Linked DNA regions of Mus musculus: all the other regions are linked to region 4. A link is a contact called in public HiCAR-type data. All regions are on one chromosome and are shown on one strand. Each heading gives the region's core, a stretch centred on a gene start, on an enhancer-like site or on the middle of the called end of the contact. The rest is flanking DNA. Distances are from core to core; before and after follow the strand shown. Region 1 has its middle 150 kb from the start of Gm25599. Region 2 has its middle 44 kb from the start of Gm31447. Region 3 has its middle 34 kb from the start of Wdr20rt. Region 4 holds the start of Mdga2 (MAM domain containing glycosylphosphatidylinositol anchor 2).

What was found. HiCAR-type assays count read pairs that join an accessible place to other places.
Region 1: a contact with region 4 is called in a HiCAR-type map of astrocytes, with 6 times the contacts expected there. The contact joins the enhancer-like site here to the promoter of Mdga2 in region 4. A contact is called at or near these places in 3 of 39 promoter capture datasets (cranial neural crest, hippocampal neurons and maxillary cranial neural crest), 3 of 484 Hi-C or Micro-C datasets (cerebral cortex, cortical neurons and ventral hippocampal neurons) and 6 of 115 datasets of contacts at active chromatin or transcription factors (astrocytes, embryonic forebrain, embryonic hindbrain and 3 more).
Region 2: a contact with region 4 is called in a HiCAR-type map of astrocytes, with 11 times the contacts expected there. The contact joins the enhancer-like site here to the promoter of Mdga2 in region 4. A contact is called at or near these places in 6 of 39 promoter capture datasets (cranial neural crest, frontonasal cranial neural crest, hippocampal neurons and 3 more), 5 of 484 Hi-C or Micro-C datasets (cerebellar granule neurons, cerebral cortex, cortical neurons and 1 more), 7 of 115 datasets of contacts at active chromatin or transcription factors (SST interneurons, astrocytes, embryonic forebrain and 4 more) and 1 of 9 other capture datasets (embryonic stem cells).
Region 3: a contact with region 4 is called in a HiCAR-type map of astrocytes, with 5 times the contacts expected there. The contact joins the enhancer-like site here to the promoter of Mdga2 in region 4. A contact is called at or near these places in 4 of 39 promoter capture datasets (cranial neural crest, frontonasal cranial neural crest, hippocampal neurons and 1 more) and 2 of 115 datasets of contacts at active chromatin or transcription factors (astrocytes and embryonic forebrain).

What each region holds. Positions count from the first base shown.
Region 1 is chr12:65,381,253-65,384,089 of GRCm38.p6, forward strand. No RefSeq gene overlaps it. Among named protein-coding and RNA genes, the nearest start is that of Gm25599, 150 kb to the right of the region's middle. Within about 2 kb of position 1,284, at least 13 of the 459 cell types and tissues checked have an H3K27ac peak or open chromatin away from gene starts, as enhancers often do. A contact at or near this core is called in astrocytes and stem cell-derived neural progenitor cells, where this site is marked.
Region 2 is chr12:69,084,443-69,087,481 of GRCm38.p6, forward strand. No RefSeq gene overlaps it. Among named protein-coding and RNA genes, the nearest start is that of Gm31447, 44 kb to the right of the region's middle. Within about 2 kb of position 1,504, at least 11 of the 459 cell types and tissues checked have an H3K27ac peak or open chromatin away from gene starts, as enhancers often do.
Region 3 is chr12:65,257,701-65,260,400 of GRCm38.p6, forward strand. No RefSeq gene overlaps it. Among named protein-coding and RNA genes, the nearest start is that of Wdr20rt, 34 kb to the left of the region's middle. Within about 2 kb of position 1,256, at least 75 of the 459 cell types and tissues checked have an H3K27ac peak or open chromatin away from gene starts, as enhancers often do. A contact at or near this core is called in astrocytes, hippocampal neurons and second pharyngeal arch cranial neural crest, where this site is marked.
Region 4 is chr12:67,220,925-67,223,921 of GRCm38.p6, forward strand. Mdga2 (MAM domain containing glycosylphosphatidylinositol anchor 2) reads right to left here and starts at 1,625. Exons shown (of 17, transcript NM_001193266.1): 1 at 46-1,625. The coding sequence starts at 118.

The DNA of each region.
Region 1 (2,837 bases), core at 34-2,533, 1.8 Mb before region 4:
GAACTTAGTTTGTCTCTCCTATAAGATGACTTTTAAACCTAAAGTGGAGGCAAGCTGGCTCTTCACTAGGGATCGAAAGGGGTATGGCCAGGCAGGTAGAATGCATAAGTTGCTTTTCTGAAGGAGGCACATGGGCTCATGGAAGCTGTGAAAGTCAAGAATCCTCTTGCTATGGGAGGAGCATGAAGGCTTTTTCTTACCTGTACCACCCTTCCACTCCCCAGCCTGCTATTTCCTTGCCTGGAAACCTCTCATTTTGAGAAGAGCTGATCCAAGCTGCTCCTCTGGAGTCAGTTAGAATGTGACCCAGGCCAGAGTTTGAATCCAACTCCAGAGCAGAGTCCATTTTCCTATTGATTAATTTTGTTTATTAGTGAGAAGGAAGCGCCCTCAGCTTCTGAGGCCTTGGCAAGCCTGGAACATGGTCAGGCGTCTTTATTGTCACATGGAGAAAGTCCATATAAATGCAGACATACAGAGATTCCCAAGGGAAAGGACATGTCATGTAGGCCGAGTCTGTTACTTGCAAACCCCATGCCCAACAGGCTCTCATGTAGTTAGAGTGACTTGGAATTAACTGAATTTGTAGCTAAGGATGACTTTGAACTCGGTTGGATCAACACTCAGCTCATCTTCGTTCATTTTGAATTCAGTTTGTGCACCCAGCATCATCATTTAAGCTCTGCAGAAGATGCCTGCAGAACCTTGTAAAGCTTCTGTTGCTTTGACTTTTGCAATGGGATCTCTCTGTGGATCTCCTGGAGGGTTCCACCCACAGTCTCTCTTGCCCCTGCCTGAGATGCCGGCCACAACTGATTCACGTTGTATCTTTATGTATCCAATCCACATGAGGTGTCTTTGCCTACTTGAAAAAAATATTTGGAAGTGTTCTCCTTTTTTCTCCACACTTGCTCACTAGTTTCCTAACAAGATTTCTGGGCTTAGCCTTAGTTTGAAAGGAGCTGCCCAACTGATTTTATGAGGCCTGAGTTTCTATTTTCACCTAAGTCTCCAGATCAGGGAACTATGAGTCGCACTCCCTGCACTTGGTAGGAATTCTGGGTAGAGCACAGAGCACACTGCCGAGGGCAAATGAATATGCTGGTGAAAAACGTCCTATTTCTGGCTGTATCTCAAAACAATTCAAAGTGATAATTTCCTCAAAGAGGCGTTTAAAGTAAGTAGTTTATCTGAGAGAACTGTTTCCCAAGCCAGTTAATATATGCAGGGTCTTAGAATTCAAAAGTCATGCTTGCATTTTTATTCAAATGAGCCTAAACCTTTAAACTGAGCTTCTCTTCCCAAGGGAGAGGAGAAGGAATGCAGAACAATGTGCTCATTTTAAAGGCCTTAGGGGTGGTGAACGTGTGTGTGTGTGTGTGTGTGTGTGTGTGTGTGTGTGCTCACTCTTGCACTTTGTGATCTGTACAGAACTGGCCAAACACACTAACAAGTCTAGCTCAATGTCAAGTCAATTTTCAAAAAAGACTTTGAAGTTGTTTTTTTTTTTAATTCAACATTTTTTTTTTCTTATTCAGATAGATGACAATAAATTTCAAGAGAAGAAAAAGAAGCTTTTAAGATACGGATTACTTCACTTTAATTTTTTTAAAAAATAAATTGGCTCTTGGACATTTTCATACTTATTTACAATGGATTCTGATTACTCTTGTCTTCTCCTGTAGGCAGCTGACGCCTAAAATATGGCGCCGGTTTCTGGTACACCGTCACTGTAAACAACATCACTGTGCAGGCACTAGCCCGAATCTGGCGCCAACCCCTCCCGAGCGGGTGCATGCAAATTAAGGTGCCCGCAGACTGACCAATCCCAGGAGGACACAAAGCTTTTCCCTGTGCTGGGGTGTATATAAGGAGTCCTCCCTGGGTACCCAGGGTTCCCATAGCAGCATTGAGGCGTTCCTGCAATAAAGCTGTTGAGAAGAATCCGACCGTGTTGTGTCTTCCTTGCTGGACGAGGTGGGCGCAACATTCTCCTTTCCTTGTCCCTGCTGCCACAAATCCCCAATCCTCTTTATAGTCAGAAGTTTTTGTTTTGTTTTGAAGCCCAGTGGGTTTAATACAAAATGGGACTGGGGAGTAGCCCTTTGGGGGAAGTGCCTGTCCTACACAGGAGAAAGATCAGGGTTCCGTCACCAGCACCACAAAAAGATAATGAATCAACGAATGAATCAATGAATGAATCAAAAAGAACGAAAGTTTGACAGTTGAGATCCTTCTCCTTGAATTCTCATCCTCTGGCCTGAGTCTTTCTAGGGCAGTGGTTCTCAACCTTCGTAACGTTGAGACCCTCTAATGTTCCTCATGTTGTGGTGATCCTCAACCATAACATTATTTTTGTTGCTACTTCATAACTGTAGCTTTTGTGAGGCTATGAATTTTAATGTAAATATCTGTTTTCTGATGGTCAAGGCAACGCCAGTAAAAAGGTCTTTCGCTTCCCAAAAGGGTTTCAGCCCAGAGGTTGAGAAACAGTGTTCTAGATGGCTTAGTAATATGTTACAACTGGCCATGAGCAAGCACATCTAAAATCCAGCTGCACTGTTTGGAGTCTGAATCTGACATTTTATGGCTAGCTGCTCTGAGAACCTGACTATGTGCTCCTAAAACTCCTACGTGCTTCTGCAGCATTTTTACTTTCTTGTTTACACTAGTCCGAGCTAGTTTTGTTGTTTGCTACTCAAAGCTATCACCCTGTTTATGACTTCAGATAATAGAAGCAGTCTACCCACCTCAGCCAATATAAATTTCATCATCATACTCCAAAAGAAATTGTAACCTTTTGAGAAGAGATGAACATAAAAGTTAATTAGAATTGG
Region 2 (3,039 bases), core at 254-2,753, 1.9 Mb after region 4:
TGAGTCTTTTTGTTGACATATAAGCTTTGAGGCCACCACACTCCTCACCTAAGTTTCTCTAAGTAAGACAAATTAAACCCATTGGTTCACCAAGGTAAACCTGGATGCAATCACTACTTTGTTCTGTCCTGGGTGCCCTATCTGTTCTAGGTAGCCTTTTGTTTAATCTCCCGAAAACATTCGTGCAGCACCCCCTTTTCTCAAAACACAATACATAGGCAGCTGTTCGTGCTTTCCTAAGAAAAGCAAACTGTAAACAATAGCAACCTAAACTGTTGTCGACTGAAGGTCTTGTTCTGACAGGCAGAACACCAGGGACTTTTGAACAAATTGCACCCCTGATCTACATACATCTCATCTAAGCCTCGCTATTTTGAAAGGACCATGTCAAGTATCCCAGGCCTGGGAGGGAAGCAGGGGTGTTGTACTGTGAGCATGGAAATTTGGGACAGACCTGTGCTGTCCAGCTTAGAGGGGATACAAAGAGAAAGGGAAGATCTTGTCTCAGTAGCTCCTGGCCCATTGGGACCTCTCCTAGAGAGCCGTGGTCCCGTAGTCTATCACTGATGCTGGGGGGGGGGGGGGGATGCTCACAAGTTAAGCTGCCTTTGAGGAGCTCTGCTTGGGCCAACCAGCAGCCAAGCAATTTCCTTTGCAACAATTTTACATGGTCTTTTTTTTTTAAATAAAATAAAAGACAAAGTGCACGGCCTATAATTCATGGACGCAGGACTGAGCCAGGACCTATGACTTTCTGCTCCCAGACCCAGAGACTTCTGTTCGTCCTGTTCCGCCCGGACTTTCTCTTTAAGCACACAAGCTGCATCTTTAGAAATGTTTAGCCTTCAGCTACCCACATTTAATCAGAAGACGGAATTGTGAGCCCCGGCTGTGCACTTCAGCAGCTGCGACCTCCAAGGCACCGAGAGAGGATGTACTTTGAAGGCCCTCGTTCCTGGTAAAAAGCAATGAAAGCCTCCAAGATCGGGCTAATAAAATCCCCCGCTAAAAAAACTCTCTCCCTGACCTCACCTGGAGCACTGGAGAGTGGTTTTAAAGCCTTTCTCAGAACCATTTAGTTTGGCTGAAGGGATGGAGGTGGGGAGAGGGGGTGCTTTTCCATCTCAAACCATGGGGCAGCAGTAAGGAAACCTGATCTGCAATGGGGGTCATATGACCGGTTTCTCCTACAAAGCACTAGAAATGGGGAGCAGCCGGAGGTCAGGACCGCAACCCTGGATGAAGGAATGGTAATCGCCACCAGAGGCAAGAGATCTTTTTCCAATTAAATTCTCCCTTGCCTCCCAGGAGAAGCCGTAACCAGTCAAGAGCCTCAGGACGAGTCTCAGAGCTATGTGAGACAGAACCGCAAAAGAAAAATAACTTCACCAATGGGAGCTTTGGCTTGCTAAAGGAAATCGCGAGTGGAATAGCTCCAGTCGTGGGCAGGGGAGGGGGGAGAGGGGGAGAGCTAAGACGAAAAGCAGCAGGAGTCTGATACGTCCCTGGAGATTCAGAGGCCACTGTGCAGCGCTGGAATGCCCCTGCCTTAGCTTTGTCATAGTGTCTAAACCATGAGCCCGTGCACACGAAAGCATTGCGAAGCGCTAATGAAAACTGTTACTGCTGGCGTCCAAAGGTGGGTGGGACCAAACCAAGTACCCAAAGGAGGACATGGGGGAGAGCCAGAAGGCTGGGCTGTAGGTAAACCGAGCACCTGTCCAACTCTGGCCCAGAACCCAGCCAGGTAGAGTCTGGATAGATATGATCTGTCCTTGACTCCTATCAATTCCTGGGCAGGTTGACTTCACCTGCTGTGCCCCGAGGCTCCCAGAACCTTCTCGAAAGTTCTTTTCTGAGCCTGCCTTCTTCTTTAGTCTCTATGCCTGGAAGATTTTCCCCTCCTCTGTCCAATCTTACTGCTGTGGAGTTTGTTTTTCCCCAGAGCCTGGTTCTCTAACAACCAGGTTCTCTAACCAATTGTTAATGGGTGATAATGGGGGCAATTTCCTCAAGTCTGAGATTTACATATTGACAGATCTTCCTGATCAATGCCTTCACACACACAAACTGTGGTTTAAATTCTCCACACTGGAAGTCTATACCCAGGAGAGAAAACTGATATCATTGCCAACATGGTATCATGGGACCAGGACCCAGAGATTAGACATGAACCTCTTGGTCTCCTAAATATTACTAAACGCCCCCCCCCCCCCATCTCCTCACAGGATCCAAAAGATAAGAACCTCCTGGAATCTTAAAGCTTCATGAGCCACTGATGTGGGGGACAGTTAAGATGCCACAAGAGACATAATGATGTTACCCCATGCACGTGCCACCTGCCGAGGCTACTAGGAAAGAATGGAATTCCCCACTGCAGAGCTGAAATGAAGCTCAAGATTAGGGCAGAAGACAGGTTCTGAAATTACTCTTCACAATACACACACATCTGTAGTCTTCCCCCACCCTCTGGGCTTTTTGTTCTGGAAAGTTGAGTGTCCTATGTCTCTTAGTGGTTGATAGTAAGAAATGGCTCTGTAATGATGATGCCGAACCTGGGGTATAAATTAATAATAATAATAATAATAATAATAATAATTGGCGAGGCACCTTTGACTCAGTAAGCTCTCACCTGGAACAATGTAGTTTTCTCTGGATGACGTGTCTGCTTAATAGATAGCCTTTCTGTTTTATTTATCATCCATCCATCCACTCACCCACTATCCTTTCCATTTATTTATTTTATATGAGTGCACTGTAGCTGTCTTCAGACATACCAGAAGAGAGCATTGGCCCCCACCATGTGGTTGCTGGGAACTGAACTTCTGGACAAGCAGTCAGTGCTCTTAACCACTGAGCCATCTCTCCAGCCCTAGATGAACTCTTTGTAAATGTCAAAACTCCCTATAACAAACAAACAAACAAACACCCTGAATTGCCTCTCGTACTAAGTCCGATCCTACCAGAGCAACGTTATGAAAGAAAGCGAGGCCTGAGGCTGCAGCTTGGTGTCAGAGTGCTTGAGTAGCATGGACAAGC
Region 3 (2,700 bases), core at 6-2,505, 2.0 Mb before region 4:
ATGTGTAAAAGCAGATTTTTGAAGCCTTGTATCCCTAACCTTTTATAATTAAAAGAATGATAAGAATCACATTAAAAAAAACTTATTAGATATTTTCTTTATTTACATTTCAAATGCTATCCCAAAAGTCCCCTATACCACCCCCCCCCCCAATCCAGCTCCCCTACCCACTCACTCCTGCTCTTGGCCCTGGTGTTCTCCTGTACTGGGGCATATATAAAGTTTGCAAGATCAAGGGGCCTCTCTTCCCAAAGAATCACATTTTAAGTGATAGGCAAGAATTTGTTTTGACTAAAGGTAGCTTATAATTTTAATATAGGTCTGGGGTTCAGTGATGGAACTCCAGCTTGGTAAACTGTAGGCCTGGGTTCAATTTCTAGACAAAAATTGTTTTTAGCAGAAAAAATAAGAGCACATTCATTGTTAGACTTTTCCCTTTAAAAGACAGGATTTCCCTGTGTAAGACAGGATTTATGAAACAACCTTGTCACAAAGCCAAGACAGAATATTTCTATCAGACCATGACATAAAATTCCATTAGATGTTAAAAGCTGTCAATTATGAGTTTATCTTCACAACAGAGCCATCAGACATGGGACAACAACAGGTCTTTTCCTGTGGAATTGGGCAGCGGCAGATTGGCTGGATTAATGAAATTCCAGTCATTATCTGCAAACCATTTCTTCAGCCTTGGCTTCCTTCACAGTTCCGTTCCTGCCCCCACACCCGCCCTGTGCTACAGTGAGTTAGAGAAAGGCTTTTTCTCTCATAAAGAAAAAGTGCATTGTAAAGGCGATGGACTTAAGACTTTAGAGTGCACATTAACTCAGAAAGTAAGGACAGACTTTCAAACGACCGCCAAGAAACATGACTTAGTTCAAAGCTGAGTGTAAGAAACTGACCGTCTTCACTTACTACTGGCCTACTAGACTAGAGTGTTGTGTTCTGTAGTGCTACAGTAATTCACCTCTGCTCTAGCCTGTAGCTTTCTCACCCAGCTCTGACAGGGGGCGTGGCCTCTGCAGTGTCAGGAAGCCCTAGAAAAGAAAAGGCTCTGCAAGTCGTTGGAAAGGGAAACTGCTCTTTAATTCAAATATGTGGTTCTTGCACCCTTTTTATTTTATTTTATTTATCATTATTTTTTTTTTTTACAAGGCGTCTCCTTTTCAAAGGGCAGATTTTGGAGAACAGGCAGTAAGCTTGGATTTGTCCCTTATCTGTTCGCTCCGGTGACTGCTATTGCTGTTTCGTGGCCGCGGTTTGAACAGAGGCCCGTATTAGCATCCTTTCATCTGCTAAAAGCACTTCCTGTAGACCCCCCACCCCCCGCCCGACATTTCAAGAACAAGTCTCAGGCCTGATATTTTCCCTTCCGTTTTACCCCATGTCTAGTTACAGGGAGTGCTCAGGTTAATAAATATTTGAGCTTTAGTTTTGACTGATTAGGTGACTAACAAGTTATATGAATCTCCTCTGAATTCTTATGGGCTGGGGATGCTTCAGCTGTGATAAGATAACCAGAATGCTTGTAAAGCTGGAGTGACAATTTTATTCATTGTCTAGTTCTAGTAAAATGTTCCTCATTAACATGGGTGGCTCGCTATCCAACCGCTTCCTTTATCAGAAGAAGCTATATTAAGTACTTCAGTCTATTCTTAATCGTAGGACAGCCAAATCACTATGGAGACATATGAATATTCATTGAAAGTTCCAAGAGATGACAATATGTAGAGGCGCAGAGGGCTAGTGAGAAACAGGCGGCAGGGAACAGAATCATCTGCAGGGATAGAGTCAGAGGTAACTGGTAGGTGAGGATGCTTTTCCTCGGCTCGCATTCTTCGTTCTATCCACAGGGGAACATCTTTTCAGAGCAGGCACAAAGCTTTCTTGCCCTATTTTCAGCAAATATGTTTCCTGCTAGCTCAGTACTGGGGTCATCAGAACAGAGGCTTGTGTGATGAAACGGGACTCTCCTGTTTGGATAGATTATATTAACTACAAACATATGCTACATGCGAAGAGTTTCTTAGAGATAGCCTAAAGCATCTTTCTTTTGAACATTTTTTTTTCCTTTGCGTTCAAACTGCTTTCTGATCTGTGTTAAAAAATATCTTGCTATTCCCTTATTACCAGAGACCAGAGGCAGCTATCTTAATCTGGAACCCTGTGTGTCCTTTCTCTCGCTTCTGGTTATCAGTGTTTTTACTCCATGGGTGAATAAGGACGCACAGGAAGTCATGCTCAGCTTCCTCCATGGGTGACTCAGCATACACAGGAAGTCATACTCAGCTTCCTACCCCACCACTACTGGTTCAGTAACCACTCATTTTTTTTTTTTCCATTTTTTATTAGGTATTTAACTCATTTACATTTCCAATGCTATACCAAAAGTCCCCCATATCCACCCACCCCCACTCCCCTGCCCACCCACTCCCCCTTTTTGGCCCTGGAATTCCCCTGTACTGGGGCATATAAAGTTTGCAAGTCCTATGGGCCTCTCTTTCCAGTGATGGCCGACTAGGCCATCTTTTGATACATATGCAGCTAGAGTCAAGAGCTCCGGGGTACTGGTTAGCTCATAATGTTGTTCCACCTATAGGGTTGCAGATCCCTTTAGCTCGTTGGCTACTTTCTCTAGCTCCTCCATTGGGAGCTGACTGTGAGCATCCACTTCTGTGTTTGCTGGGCCCCGGCATAGTC
Region 4 (2,997 bases), core at 375-2,874:
TGCCTAGGAATCACAAGGTCACGATAGCGTCGCGATTCCACTCACCGTACACTCCTTGGCCAGAGATTCCCTCCAGGAGGACTGTCAGCAGCCACACGAGACCGTACACTAAATCCATCTTCACGTGAACATGAACATATCCAGCCCAAGGGGGACGCAGTGGGACCTTCTGGAGGCCAGCGGCCAGCAAGGCGCGCTCCACTTGTGCCCGGGCCGAGTCGAGGTGCCCGGGAACTGCTAGCAATGGGAGGAAGCACTGTCCGTCTGTCCTTCCCTGGCGGCGGCCGTGAGCGGAGCGCTGGAGCCCCACACACCCCACACTCATGCACACACACACACACACACACACACACACACACACACACACACACACGCACACACACGCTCACACACACGCTCACACACACACACACACACACACGCACAAGCACACACGTATAAGCACACACACGCGGGAACACACTCCCACTACACAATACCCCAATACATGCACTCACACACAAGCCGCACTCACACCGGGCGCCTGGGAAAATCGCAGACGCCGGGGAGGAGCAGGGGGCGGTGATGGGAAGCAGAGCTGTGAGGACAAGTGTTCTTCAGGGAAGCGGCTCCGGGCTCCGGGCGCGGGCAAGCGGCAGGAGCGGGCAGGAGCCCTGGGGGCGCCGCGCGACGCGAACCGCGCTGGACAGCCAGGGAGCAGGAAGTGGCCTCTGACCCGGGCACGAAGCGGGGCTCCCTCGCCCGGGTTCGCCTTTACAAAGTAACTCGCGAAGGTCCCCAGAGGAGCGTCAAGCGGCGGCAGCGGCTCGCCCGCCCGCAGTCCGGAGCCCCCAGCCCTGCTGTCTTGCCTTCCCCCATTCCATCAGTTGCCATTGCAACGCCAATCCTGTTACACGACAGAGACTCGCATCGCCGAGCGGGGAGAGGAAGAGGAGGAGGAGGAAGAGGAGGAGTGGGAAACGGGGGATGGGGAGGAGGGAGCGGAGGAGGAGAGAGGAGGGCGAAAGGGTCCAAGCGGGAGCGGAGCGCCCGTCTGGAGCTCGCCAGGCACCAGCCTCAGCCGCTGCCGCCACCGCCACGGCTCTTCCAAACAGCCTTGAGCGCCCCGCCAGCAAAGAGGGTGCTCCTGGAGGCAGCACCAATCTCCGGAGCCAAAAGCAGAGTCCGAGCACCACCACTTGCAGGAGAGGGAGGATGCCGAGCGCAGAGCAGATCCGCACACCGTCCACGCGTGCCCACCCGTACCGCGAGTCCTCTTCGCTTCCGCGCCGCCCCCGCCAGGTGGAGGGGGTGGGGGCGGTGGAGACTGGCGGGAGTTTAGACCCGGGAGCCGCAGAAGGGCTTTCCCCACCCGGGCTAACGGAGTGCTGGCATCCGGAGCGGAACAGAGAAGCGGCCGCCTGCTGAGGGCACCCCGGCTGCGCGGCCGCCTTGCGGGCCGCAGTTGCGGCAGAGATGCCCAAGCTGGGCAGAGGAGCGTCCGGGGCCCTACGCTTGCTCGGGATCCCTGGATTGACGCTGGGGGTTGCGCACCGCGGAGGCGATAGGAAGGAGGAGGAGGAGGAAGAAGAGGAGGAGGATGGAGAAGCGGCGGACGCGGAGCGCAGGCGGCCAGGCTGCCGGGGAGGAAGGCTGTGTGTGGTCACGTTGTGCGCTACGTGCTGAGAGCGCGAGGCTGCTAGCCGCAGCCCGGCGACGTCAAAACCGAGTGCAGGGCTCGGGCGCCTTCCCCTGAGCCTCCTCTGCCTCCCGGGCTCTGCTCACCAGGGTAGGCACTGGTGCTCATCAGCTTGGACAGCAGTGATGGGCTCAGAGGGGTAGCAGCACCCAGCCTCTCTTCCACCCCGCCGAGGCCATCCCTGGTTCTTCCCTAGCTCCGCGGGGGCGAGGGCTGGTAATTCATTTCCGATGCCTCCGCTGGCGTTTGCACGCGGAAGGGAAGGGCTGGCTACGTCCTCAGACACGCGGTAATTACAGGACACCTTTATCCCCTTTCTGCCGTCCAAGGTCTTCCAGGAACTGTTCTGCTTGGCTAGAGGGCAGAGCAGGCCAAGTCATTGGAAGCTGCCTCAGTCTTCTCCATCCCTGTCATGTTTCCGTGGAAATGTGGTCATCATAACAGAGGAAGGGTGTTGGGGGGAAGGAAGGAAGACCACCAGGAGTTCAGGAAGAGTCGGTTTTATATATAATACCTCCTAAAGTTAAATGCTTGGAAAAGCCCCTCTCACATGAAAGACAGGGTTCCTTGAAACAGGGTCAGTTCTGAGGAGCTTAAAATTCTCCCTACTACAAAATGGTCAGAATGAGAAAGCATCTTTAATTTACACTAGAACAGGTGTAAAACTAATAAACTAAAACATAATGGGGAATATCCCACACAGTCTGAGTTACTCTAGTGTGTTTCTTTTTCAAATTAGGTTTTACTGTCTAGATCCACTTAGCCAAAATATGGTAAGTGAGTGAAATGGTTAGACGCGTTTATACATGTGAGAAAGTTATTTTCAGGGAAATGTAGAGCACGGTATTCATTTATTTGTCTCCATAATACACTGGCATAATACACTGCCATTGTGGGTATAAAGAACATCTCCACTAAACTAAATATAGGCTTTTCTTCTCCTATGAAACACTATATAGGGAACTTACAGAATGAATTAGCTGGCTTATTTAGCCAATATATTAATTTCTTCTTGAAATTTAATATTCTTCTGGCTACATTGACTAAACAGGCGTGATTTTGTAGTCATACCTTAGCACTGGCTACTTCAGGCCTCCAGGTGGTGAGCCTGAGCCAAGCCTGAAAGACAGGCAGGGGGTGTCTTAGCAGACAGAAGGTACTAAGACAGAGCCATGGCCCCAGAATTTAAGGGATTAGCCAATTAGAGAGACTTCCTGCAGAAGTAGTGTGATTCACATCTTACATCACTGGGATTTTTCTTTATACTTATGTACAGAATATGTGTTATAGGGGATTTAACAATTTAAACAATCCTCCAT